Regions from separate parts of the Mus musculus genome. Here regions 1 and 3 are each linked to region 2. A link is a contact called in public ChIA-PET data. All regions are on one chromosome and are shown on one strand. Each heading gives the region's core, a stretch centred on a gene start, on an enhancer-like site or on the middle of the called end of the contact. The rest is flanking DNA. Distances are from core to core; before and after follow the strand shown.

Region 1 (4,258 bases), core at 1,427-3,926, 600 kb before region 2:
CTTGGAGCACTTAACGCCAAGACCAACGTGACCATTGTAGTCCCCAATATCGACAAAAGCCTTGAATCTGCTGTGCTTGTCAGCTTCTGCACTGGCAGGATCTTCAGAACCTCATCCTTTAGGGATGCACCCAGGGAAAAGTTAATAATCTCGGATTCCTTAATGAGCAGGGAGAAAGATAGATCTCCTTCAAGGACCAGGCGGCCCAGCTTGATGACGGAGATCCACTCTTTGCCTTCAGCTTTACCTCCACGAGCCCCGTGGCCTCGACCAGGACCGCGGCAAGCGACCCTAAGACCAGCACCTAAAACTGCTGCGCCATTATGACGTCCTAATCCTGACGCCCTGGGTCGTCCGGGGCCTCCTGCTGCACCAGCATCCAACATTTGGGATTTTTCTGAATAGGAAGAAGGAGGAGGAAGGAGGAGAAGGAAGAGGAGGAGGAGGAGGGGGGGGGGGAGGAGGAGGAGGGCGATGACGACAACGACGAGGACAACGAAGACAATGAGAACGGCCAGGAGGATACTGAGTATAAGTTGAAGGCTGAGGGGATCTGACACAGAGGATATTAAGCAGCAGAAGGGTCTACTACAAGGGTCTATTTTCTAAGACCCCTGTAAATGTTTCCAAAGAAACGGGCTGCAGCAAAGCAATAGCCTCCTTGCTAGATCCTTTTCCTCCATCTCCCCTCCCGCTTGAGGGCAGACTCTGAAGGTGGGTGGCCTGTGATCTATGATCTCAGTGCTCCTCCTCTGTGTTCTGTTGGTGATAATTTAGAAGACATTAAAATAGAGACCCAAGACAGAGACTTTCCTGTCTGTTTTGTTATCCTCTGAATCTTCAGAGCCTAGCCTAGCAGTACCTAGCTCAAACAAAGTGACAAAAAAAAAACCCCAAACAAACAAACAAACAAACAAAAAGAAAAACAAACAAACAAAAAAAACCAAAAAACCCCAAACAAACAAACAAAAAAACCCCAAAGCAAAGCAAAACAAACCTTAGAATGAGTGATTGGGTGTTGGCAGCATTTCTTCGACACCTTAATGTACTTAACACTTGTGTTAAGTACATTAAAAGACATAATGGAAGGTGTTGGGGTGGGTCTTTCCTTTTACAGAAAGCACACATTTCTGGCCAACATTATCACTTGATAGTAACAAGTGTAGCCAACTCTGTGTAGGAATTCATCCAGAGGTGGGAACCTGATAGGCTGCCCACATGCATGAGTCTATATTCTAATTCTTTCTTTTAAATTTATTACGAGCCCACAGACTGAAATTCAATTCTTCTTCTTTTTTTTTTTAATTTGCAAAATATAGTTTAAAAGATCCCAGTGTTTTTAAAGATTCTCATATTATCCGATTCAGGCTATTTTGATGCCTATAAATTTATAAAAATCAAATGTTCTGGAATTACAGACTCCTTTGAATGTTCCAGTGCTGATTCTATGCAACATAAGTAGCCTTTTGTTTTTAGGCACAGGGAATACATGATTGAAAGAATGATTTAATTCCACATCTGGGGGGCGGAACACAGCAGCACATTCTCTGTGATTATTCATGGAGCAAACGCAGCCTCCTCCAGAAAGCCACGGAAATTGTGAATAAAATTACCATCAGAGTTTTGTGATGGTGGTTTTCTGAATGTCACCAGCCATTCCGCAGGGAGAGATCAGCCAGAGTTCCCTCCCCTGTAGCTGCAATCCAAGGCCCTGGGCTCGAATCCTGTGTCTGGAGTCAGGTGACTCTCCCTTATCTGAACTGTTCATGGTATTCCTCGAGAACAAGAAGCCTGAGCAACACCTGCCTGCAAACTCAGATCCCTTACGTCAGCCCCACCGCAGCAGCAGCAGCAGCAGCAGCAGCAGCAGCAGCAGCAGCAGCAGCAGCAGCAGCAGGCACCGCCGCCACCTTCTCTGCCTCTGCCGGCCCTTTGCAGTAGGCACTGCCCTCAAAGACACAGGCTCCAACTTGGATGCACTGTACAGTTGGTCTCAGGGCTGGGGCCACTGGGCCATGAGTCAGTCTCTAAGGTCCCTCCAGGGAGGGCCATGCACCTAGGCTTGACGGCAAAGTGAGGTGCTGTTTGCTTTAGCTTTTGTCTGGTTACAGAGTCATTAGCCAGAAGGGAGCTCTGATGTCAGTGTGGTCTTTGTGGATTTCCTCAGTCAGTGTTTGTGAAGGAGATGCTATTAATGGTGTGGCATCCGGTTCAGTTGGATTTTACAATAGTGATTTTATTTTTCATTTCCCTTGCTATGGCAATTCGATATGCTCTCTTAAGTGCAACTGGACACATTACTGTGGAAGAAGTTGAAAGAAGGCAGTGCCTTTTCTGTCCTCGCCCCCCACAACCCCCTAGCAACAGGGGGCAGGGCATGAGTGCCATGACATCGTGCCTCTAGTCAACTTGGAGAACCTTATTATTTTCAGAGTCTGTCCCGGAACCACAAAGCTGTGGCTTAAATGTCTCTGGTCCTTCTTTGGGGCTCAGTGCCTGGAGTCAATGTTTGTGGTTCTGAGCTGGGTGGAACTCTTGAGAAACATGCTCAGGAGAGCAGAGGCTCCTGTTGGCTTCGATTTCCCATCTGTAAAGCAGAGATCTGAGAACTGATGAGATCCTATGTGCGGTCCAAGGCAGCAGAGTACCTGTGAGCTCTTAGGTCTTTGAAGGCAGGTGCTGTAAGCATGAGAGATAAAAGCTTCCTGAGATGAAACGATGGTCAGAGGTCTTTTGAGAGCTGACAACATTCACTGCAAATGATTCTCCCCTCCCCTCCCTCCAAGCCTCTGTTGGTTTGAGAGTTGAGTAGCTGGAGGAGAGGTGCTAGAATGTAATGTAACATCTGACTCTCTCAAAGTAGGGAGAGAGGAAAAGGGAAAGGGAAGGAAGGAGGAGATCTCCAGGGAGAGGGGAGGGAGGTGCTGGGGTGATCTAAGAGCTAGGAGGAAGGAGGCTCCAAGTAGGATGAACTGCTCTGTTTGTAAGATGCATCAGGCTCCTTCTAGCCCTTTCAAGGCTTGGCTTCACTCAGCCAAAGCTGTGCTACCTCCTCTTCATTTGGGATTAGCAAAGATCTCTCTGGTATAGGGCTGGTGGTGAGTCAGACTTTCTGGTCCTTGGTGATCGCCCTGCCCCAGCTGTTCTTCTTCATTGGTTGTATCCTCTGCTGAGCTCTTTAAGAACAAAAAGGCAACTGGGCTCTACCAATCTTCACACTATTCTTCTCATTGTGAGTCCCAAGAACCCAGCACAGAACTGTCCTCTAGGGAAGACTCACAACATAAGATGAGACCCCCATGTTGAGTGAGCCCAAGTGGGTGTCTGCAAGACACTTCTTTAAACAACCCAACTTTTTATTGGTTCTTTGTGAATTTCATACCATGCACCCCAATCCCACTCATCTTCCCCCTTCATACCCATCCCCCATCCTTGCAATCTGTCCCCCCAACAAGGAAAAATAATCTCATTGTGGAAGCTGTAGGGCATCACCCTGTATCCCAAAGTATACCCTTTTGTCCATATCTTCTTTGCTTACAAATGTTCATTTCAATGAGTTATTGGTCTGGTATGAGGCCTCTGGCTTCTGCTATTCTATTGATAACAGTTCCTCACTGGGCCTCCTCTCAGATGTCCTGTCATTGCCCTGTGTCATGGCAATCATATATATATGACAGGCCCCTTCACATACTCTAGTCCTGCATCGATGCGGTAGATGTTGGGGTTGGCCATGGATCTAGGCCTGAGAGGTATCTGAGCTGGCCAGCCTGCCTGCTCTCCCAGTCTCATGCCCTTGTGCAAGCTCGCCAATGACAATATACCCCTGACTCCACCAGGACTAGCTCTATCCTTCTGCTCAGGCAAGGTGCAGGGCTCACTCTCCTGAGTGTTGCAGCAGGTGAGAGAAGTGGCAGTCTCATGACCCTGGGGACAGCTTTCCTGTCTGCCATGGATGGTGATGAATGAGATAGGGGAGGAGGGAGTCTCTTCCTTGTTCATTCCATCACCCAGCAGACAAGAGGCGGGCCAGCTCTCCTCCTATGCTCACACCCTTGGGGCTGGCTCACCTGTAACTCCAGCCTTAGGGGCAGCTCTACTGTGTTGCCTAGGTAAGGGGCAGGGCCTGCTCTCTCAAGAGCTGCAGCAGATTGCACATTCGAGAGAAAACATGAAAATTTGTCCCTCTAAACCAAACATACTTTTGAACAAACAGCTCAGCAATCACTAGGCCTACTGCTCGTTGAATGAGATGAACACT
Region 2 (4,231 bases), core at 779-3,278:
ACACACATACACAAATTACGGTCAAATTAATCTGTTCTGTGTGAACTATTTGTCAGACTAAAGATTGACTCTCTTATGTTTCCTGCTTTCTCTATGTGGAATTAGAAATGTGGCTTCCTCTCCATATGAGTCATTCCCAGATGCAGAGGATTAAAAAGAATTATTGGTAATTTATAACTCTGTATTTGTGCTTCAAAAGAAAGACCAGGTGCTATATAGATGGTGATGAGTACATGCTCTTCCTGTTGAGACCCGGGTTCATTTCCTTGCCACCATGTTGAGTACTTCTTAACTGCCTGCAACTCTAGCTCCAGGAGATGTACTCTCTTCTGGATTCCCTGGGTACCTGTACTCATAAGCACAAGCCTTTTTGCACATAAACAGATAATTTAAAAAATAAATAAAAGGACTGATGGACTTAAAACAAAAATCAAGGTGGAAATTTGTTATGTAGTATAAGCTGGCGTCAAATTCCCTCTGTAGGCCAGGTTGGCCTCCAACTCTAGCTACTGCTTTGCCTCCCAAATGCTAGGATTACAGGCCCGGGCCAAGTATACTCAGCTCCCAATGGCAGGAACATTTTAGTGAATGAAAAAGACATAATATCCTATATCAACTAAGCTTTGATTTAATTCTGTTTATGTCTAATATTTTACTTAACATTTTCATATTTAACTTGATTAAAAGGACTTATTCTGACTTTTAAAGTAGAAAGCTAGTTGTGTAGAGTCAATTTTTCAGATTGACTTCAGTTTCCATGTCTCCCTCAGTAAATACTTGCTTCATCAAATTATCTTCAACAAAATCATCCACCTACTGTGAATGTGCAATCAGTTGTTTATGCTATACATAAACTGTAGAAATTAATATACTTAAAAGAGATAATTCAGATATTTTTCCTTTCCAATAGGGCATTTTAATTACAGTAAATAAAATGAGTTTTTGAGTAGTCTTACCATTCTTTGTCCTTTAGTGTGTAAATTAGATACGATTGCACAGTCTTGGTCTTACTTAATGGAACTTACTCAATCCCATGATCTATCTAACTTGTGTTTATTTGTTAGTGTATTTAAAAGTCATAAATCCTTTTTCACTTTTCCCTTTATAACAACTCTTGATACCTAGAAAGCTGCAAGAGACAAAAGCAGTCTCTATATACAACTTGAAGAAATAAATACATTGATTTTTAATAAAAATAGAGTATTGTAAATATTGTAACAAGAATATCAATAAAGATCTTTGGAGACTCTCATGGAGATGATAATATTGGAGGCCTACTATGTGCAGGGTCCTTAATAGGACACATTTGATAGAGACCCTGTATGTATGTATGTATGTATGTATATATGTAATAAAGTGGCAGGTAATAAGAGGCACATTAGTGAAAGTTCTAGTTGTAATATATGGATGATTTTGTTGAAGATATTTTGATGAAGGAAGTATTTGCTGGGGTGTGGGCAGGGGAAGTTTGTTGGGAGCCGACTCTTAGCAGAAAGCAGCTATCATCTCTGCAGCCATCTTGGGCATTTACTTACAGGTGGTACTTTTCCACCCTGATGAGAGACTTGTTTTCCTAGCATGATGTTTTTGCAAGAAACCCACCACAGCTGAACACACTCTGATAACATCTTGTTTTTCTCCTACACATTCTGGACTTGTGGTTAACAAGTGGTACAGCTGCACTCCCCAGCTTGTACTTATATTGAAAAGTACTTAGTTACCTTCCAACAAAGGAGACTTGAGACTAGATCAGACCGACTGTCTTGTCTCCATTCTTCCTTCGTGTCTCTTGCCCTGCCATCCCCACTCTCTCCCTTGCAGACCCTGTTGACTGATCCGCAGACCAGGTCAGAAGTTAATCAAAAAGAGACAACAAATCACCGAGAGAAGCAAGAGCTGGGGAATGTCCCTTAATCGAGGAGGCAAGGCTCTAAACTGAGCAGAAATCTGAGAGTTCAGCCTTGAAGAAACACTCATTCAATAGACCCTCAGCCCAGGAAGATTAAGGCAGAAAAGAAACTGGGGAGTCATATGCTGTTTCACCTTCATCCTGTTGGCAGCCAGAGGTCAGAGGGCATGAGTACTGAGTGGTAGAGTTTTAGAGATAAGAGAAATGAGGAGAAAATACACAACTAGACAAAGGCTGGTAGAGAATGGGCCTGGGGAAGCAAGTAGGGAAATAATTAGAGTTCTTGGTGCTTAATTGAATTAAATTGGTTTGTTACTTTTAAAAACAATGTAGTTACATTATTATTAGAATAAAATGATTGCCTAGGGGGTTAATATTTCCTAATAAAATACCTTTAGTATTGAAATAAAATCTCTTTGTAATAGTAGAAGCAACTGTTAGATTTCTGAAGACAATCGATAAAGAGACCGGAGCCTGACCTCATTAGATGGAACTGTTTATTACCACACACAGCAAGGGGCAGCCTCTCTCCCTAAGGAAATTGAGGGGTCTGCCAAGATGAAAAGTTGGTAGAATAAGGGGCTTGAGAATGGGAAACTTGCAGCTCTGGGGGCTTATGTGTCTCTCCTTCACTCTGTCCTTCTGAAATTGTTTGCTCAACAGACATTCATGTCTGTTTCTTTCACTCAGCTGATTATTTCAGCTGATAAGGTGGAACAAGGTCATCTGTAATCACATAGGAATCCCTTTTTACAATAGAAGCTTTCTGTCGGCAGCCATTTCTCATATTTTTTAATTCTTGCATTAGCAAAATGTTGCAAAAATTATCATACAAAGAGTTTGAAACTAGAGTAATGCTGTTATATAGGAGAGGAACCAAGGAGATCCAAGTCCTTTTTGTCCACAGTATTGATTTCATGGTAAAAGGATTTATAAATGGACATTACAGGCCAGAAAGTAAGCTTTATTTAGAAAAGAACTTGAGTTGTGTATTTGGAAGCAAAAGTGTAAGACTCTGGCCAGCAGTAGCAGGTGGCCTTGCCAGACAGGACCTCATTGAGCAGGTGGTAGAGCATGTTACCTCTTTCGTGTTTATGGGTGGGCTTGATTATATTCAAAAATTTAAATTATTTGTGCATCTGTGGTTGACTAGGACTTAGATCATTCTCTTGCTAGTAGTAAGGTAGTCACATGCACTGTGCAGATGATCTTGGAGGCCATTATCAGACTCAGGGTAACAGTCACATGTTCCTGGTGGAAGGTGTGTTCATTCATTTTGTAGCTGGCAATGATTTAAAATGCTCCTCATTTGTGATTGAACAGAGCAGCCAGTTGATCTCATTAAGTGCAAAACAGAAAGAGATGTTGTAGTGGGGGAGTTCTCTTGTTTCTGATCCCTGACTCCCAGCTGGCTAATTGTCTCACCTCAGTTTTAAAGCTTTATAAACAATTGTGTATTTAACCTAGGGAAGATCAATTAATTTTCTGGAGTCTTCCTCAGAAATCAGTTCTTTGAATCTTCCTGTACTTAGATAAATACAAGGGACAAAGGACTCTGCTAAGACTTGTGCCACACCACACACAGTTGATATTGGATGGTTATTTTACTGATTTTATTAAAGCAGTTGACATTTACTATTTAACATGTGCCAGCCCATTGTGCTAAGACCTTTATAGATATTCATACACTTTATCCTAATAATAACCGTAGAGTGTGTGCAGATTTGCTAGCAGTTTGGAATGCATCAATAAGTTCGACAAATAGAATATAGAGCTTTACATTCTGGCAAGAATATTTTCATTGTTGCTGGAATTCTCTGTGTATTCTTGAATATTTTATCATGTTTATGAGCCATTTAGATTTTAGTCCTATCCCCTACAAACATTGCTGAGGTTTGAACCCAAAACCTTTTCGTGTAGGCACATTGTCTAAGTCCTTGACTCTAAGAATTTTTTAGAAAGATGAAAGCCCCTGGCCTAATATCCTGCCTGATCTTACTGGATTGTCTTTTGTTGCGGAATTCCTCCAACTGTATATATTAAATATATACAGTTGGAGGAATTCCATCTGTATATTGGATATATGCTGCTTGTTGTAAAGACTTCTGCCAGCCTATAGAAGATTGGTGCTATAGCGTTATTAAGAACAGGAAGGGTCAGTGTTGGCATAAATGGGTGTTTCTAATGAGATGAAGATATAAAAACTATAAGGGTAATAGATTTTCCAAAGAAAAAAATAGTTTGATTAAAACATAGTCATTAAAGAAGATGTCGAAAGTTTATAACACCATGACACATAGCACCAAGGAAAGCTCTAAAAAA
Region 3 (4,102 bases), core at 1,008-3,507, 580 kb before region 2:
CAACAATATGAACTAACCAGTACCCCCAGAGCTTGTGTCTCTAGCTGCATATGTAGCAGAAGATGGCCTAGTCGGCCATCATTGGGAAGAGAGGCCCCTAGGTCTTGCAAACTTTATATGCCCCAGTACAGGGCAACACCAGGGTCAAGAAATGGGAGTGGGTGGGTAGGGGAGCAGGGCAGGGGGAGGGTATAGGGAACTTTCAGGATAGCATTTGAAATGTAAATAAAGAAAATATCTAATAAAAAGAAGAGATCTATCTATCTTCATGAATCTTGTTTGAATGCTGCCCCCTTCCTGTACTGGTTTGAATAAGAATGGCCCCTATAATAGGCCAATGTATTTGAATGTTTGGCCTCAGGTGGTGGAACTGTGTGGAAAGGATTAGGAGGTGTGGCCTTGTTGGAGGAGGTGTGTCACTGGGGGTGGACTTTGAGGTTTCAAAAATTCCCATGGTGTTCTCTGCCTCATGCTTGTGGATTGAGATGTGAGCTCTCAGCTACTGCTCCAGCACCATGCCTGCCTGCCTGCTGCCATGCTCTCCACACCAAGATGGTTATAGACTCTAACCCTTTGCCACCATGAGCCCCAAATTAAATGCTTTCTTTTATGAATTATCTTGGTCGTGGTTCTTACTAGCACAATAGAAAATTAAGTCAGTCCCTAATGTAAATCTCTGCTTGTGGAAAGTAACCAATAGAAAATTAGGAATAAAATACAAGACTCAGCCAATGTTCACTTTGCCTATGATCATTAAATCCCCTTGATGGGTTGGATAAGTACTATTAGCCTTACTTTACAGATAATACACTGATGTGGAAGATAGATAAGTAATTTCTGCCTGATGTCATGGCAGTCAGTGATGGAGATATTTTGTAATTCATACCAATTCTGTTCTTAGTTATTTGCCTGGCATTCAATGAGAGTGAGAAGATTGAGGGGAAGGGGAGGGGAAGGGAGAAGAAGAGCAAGCTATCGATGAAAATATCATGGCATTTCTTACCTTTTTGCCAAACATCATGGGTTTGGAACAAAACCAGCCTGTAATAATGAAGGGGTGCTGGAAAAAAATCTAAGGAAGAAACATATATTGTAAATATAAACTTAAATAAATTGAAGCACAATTTGCAAGAGAAAACTGCACTAATCCCCGTCAAAGTGTTTATCTTTGATGAATTAGGGCTGAGCAAGCACACCTGTGTAACCACAGCCCAGACCTGGAGACAGAATCTGATCAGTACCCACGCTCCCAGTACCTCCTTTCCTACAATCACGATCTTCCGGTGGCCAGCAGGGAAGGACAGCTCTTTGCTCAGCAGCCTCCTTGGCACTTGGGAGGGGCATGTGGATAATTAAAGATAATTAAAGGTCATTGAGAAACACTAACCAACTGGGAGTCTTCTAGAGGAGGCAGCACTAGGGGGCATTTACGAAGTCCTTAGGCTTTGACTCTTCGCTATTTTTGCTTTTGTGTTGATTGATTTTCAACCCAATTCCCTGTGTTGCTACTGCAAGAGTTTCCCTGGTGTACAGGAGCAAACAGGTAAGTGAAGTCTTTCTTCCTATCCACCTGTCTCTGAACACCAGGTATGCTTGGGAGAAAATGGAGACCAAGATGACTCATGGAGGTTGGGCAGTCCTATCTCAGTTTGCCTTTGGTGCTTCTGGAGTGAGACCTTGCCTCAGTTTCTACACCTACATAAAACAAACTGCTAGGAGTGTGAATGTGTTTTATAGGCCTAGAAACTGAGGCAAAGCCATACCTTCATGTCTCAAGTGTGAACTATGAAGAGTGAGTGTAGGGCAGTAGAGCGAGATGGGTGTGAACAGGGGCTCATGGTTCAGGCAAGGAATGGACCATGGACATTGTTAGTATTTAGCAGAGAACAAGAAGAGATGGAAACACAAAGCAGGAGAGGCTAATCTGGTCCTCCTGGAGTCTTTGTCTTTTAAATGCACTGTGAGTGTTTAACTTAGTTTCCTGCAGGACCCCTAAGAAGTGTTGCTTTTTGTTCTCCTTTCACAGATGTGGGAACAGACAGACTCAGTTTCTAAGCAATTCCCTCAATTTTGTATACTAAGAAAGCACTGGGCTGCAGTTCATATTCAAGGGTGACCAGAATCTTTGCCCTTCACCTGCACACAGGGAAAGTGTCAAGAACGCTGCGGTTAATGCAGCCAACTGCTCAGCAGAGGTCAAGGGGAGCAGGGAGAGGAAGTGGTTTCAGAAAATGTGATGGTATGTGGAAAAAGGCCCTCTCTGGTTTCTTCCGTTAGTGAAGAAGGCAGCTGGAGGTCATATCTGCTGTTCTAGGGAGCCTCTGAGACAGGCAGAAACACTGAAATTTGGGACGAAGGAAAATAGAAAACATACAGTTGTCTCTTGAAGCCTTCGATTAGCTGCATCATTAGACAGATGTTTGTCAGTTAATCATAAAGTTTAGGAGAATATAAATGACCAGGCAAGAGCCTTTGCTTAAGTCCAGACACTGAATAGGATAATACACAAATGGTATTGATGTTAGAGACTGTAAAAGAACCACTAGCCTAGGGCCCTGTCTTAGCAGAAGGTCAAAGGGGTGGGGAGGGGCAGTGCTAGTTGTCAAACATGAAAGTCCCTTGAAAAATCAATGTGCTGGGTAGCAAGGGGCAGCAGATGATCAATGGGCCTTTCTGGGCCTTCTACTCTTTGGAAAAGAGCATTTCAAGTGGAGCATCTTAAATAGCAGTCCCCCCTCTCCTCCACCATTTTAATGGACAAAGCATAAATAAATGCAATGCTACAGAAAATACAGATTGTATGTAGTTCCAGGGGCTGAGAGCCAAAGGCACCTATTGGGCTTTAAAGAGCTCAATATTTTATGTCCATTGTGAGAGCAAGGCTGAGTTTGCAGGATGGCTCTTTATTGAAGCCAGGTGTCAGCTGTCTTCTTCGCCAGGAAGGGCGGCTGTTGGAGTCCCAGGAAGCATTTCCTGTGGTGATTGTGCTTTTCTGGTCCAAGTGCCAAGGGCCACCAGTGTCCCCAAGACTCCTACAATTTCTCATTTCTCCCCTTCTCTTTCTGCCCTTTTCTCCCTCATACTCTCCCCACCTCATCCTGTCCATTTCCTTGAGCAATTGCACAAGGCCCTAACACTCAAAAGTGGTTAGCATTTATGTGAGATTCCAAACTTTGTTTCCTGGTCTTAGATCCAGGAGATGTTGCTACCTTATGCTCCCTGTGCCTCCAGCTGAACTGTTTGGACAAGGGTCCCTGGTGTGCTCCCGTTTACCCTTGGCTGAGAAGAAGCCGCCGCTTGCAAGCTTTGGCCTGATGAGTTCTTTCACCAAAGAGGACCTACTAATAAGGAGAAAATGAATCCGTGCCAACCCCTTAGCCCAGTGCCTGGCACACGGAAGGATCCCGGTAAAGCCAGACTTCTCTGCATATCAAAGCAGGAAGACTGGCTCCCCTCTTTGCTCCAAGATAGAGGAGAAAAGAAAATCTTCTGAGCAAGGGCAGAAAAGTCAGGGCCTGGAGCTTGGAAATCTGTCCTGGAGTCAGGCAGCTGCAGGAGACTGTGAATGTTGGAACCTACTGATTCTTGACTTGCATTTGTTCGTATGGGTGAGCATGCGGGTGTAGTTGCACAAGCATAGGTGTGTGTGTGTGTGGGCGGGGAGCCTGCATTCCAAGGCCCAAGGCCAACCTCAAATGTCATCTGTTAGGCTCCGTCTGTCACCCTGTTATCTGAGACAGTGTCTCTCATTGGCCTGAAGCACACAGCATTAGTGATAATTAGTGATAACTGTTATGTGTCTTAGGAACTCCTCTGTTCAGACTTTAAGCATTGGTGTGGATGAGTTGGGTCTCTGCCTTCTCCTACCTTCTCTTCTCTTCTCTTCTCTTCTCTTCTCTTCTCTTCTCTTCTCTTCTCTTCTCTTCTCTTCTCTTCTCTTCTCTTCTCTTCTCTTCTCTTCTCTTCTCTCCTCTCCTCTCCTCTCCTCTCCTCTTCTCTTCTCTTCTCTTCTCCTCTTCCCTTCCCCTCTTCCCTTCCCTTCCCTTCCCTTCCCTTCCCTTCCCTTCCCTTCCCTTCCCTTCCCTTCCCTTCCCTTCCCTCC

The links. ChIA-PET counts read pairs in DNA pulled down with a chosen protein or histone mark.
Region 1: an RNA polymerase II ChIA-PET map of effector CD8 T cells shows a contact between it and region 2, with 8 read pairs. The contact joins two enhancer-like sites. A contact is called at or near these places in 1 of 115 datasets of contacts at active chromatin or transcription factors (effector CD8 T cells) and 1 of 9 other capture datasets (embryonic stem cells).
Region 3: a contact with region 2 is called in an RNA polymerase II ChIA-PET map of memory CD8 T cells, with 6 read pairs. The contact joins two enhancer-like sites. A contact is called at or near these places in 2 of 115 datasets of contacts at active chromatin or transcription factors (large pre-B cells and memory CD8 T cells) and 1 of 9 other capture datasets (pancreatic islet).

Annotation. Positions count from the first base shown.
Region 1 is chr14:78,457,124-78,461,381 of GRCm38.p6, reverse strand. It overlaps the pseudogene Gm4821. Among named protein-coding and RNA genes, the nearest start is that of Akap11, 78 kb to the left of the region's middle. Within about 2 kb of position 2,676, at least 65 of the 459 cell types and tissues checked have an H3K27ac peak or open chromatin away from gene starts, as enhancers often do. A contact at or near this core is called in effector CD8 T cells, where this site is marked.
Region 2 is chr14:77,858,833-77,863,063 of GRCm38.p6, reverse strand. All of the region lies in intron 1 of Dnajc15 (DnaJ heat shock protein family (Hsp40) member C15), which reads left to right. Among named protein-coding and RNA genes, the nearest start is that of Dnajc15, 14 kb to the left of the region's middle. Within about 2 kb of position 2,028, at least 35 of the 459 cell types and tissues checked have an H3K27ac peak or open chromatin away from gene starts, as enhancers often do. A contact at or near this core is called in effector CD8 T cells and memory CD8 T cells, where this site is marked.
Region 3 is chr14:78,436,361-78,440,462 of GRCm38.p6, reverse strand. No RefSeq gene overlaps it. Among named protein-coding and RNA genes, the nearest start is that of Akap11, 98 kb to the left of the region's middle. Within about 2 kb of position 2,257, at least 38 of the 459 cell types and tissues checked have an H3K27ac peak or open chromatin away from gene starts, as enhancers often do. A contact at or near this core is called in memory CD8 T cells, where this site is marked.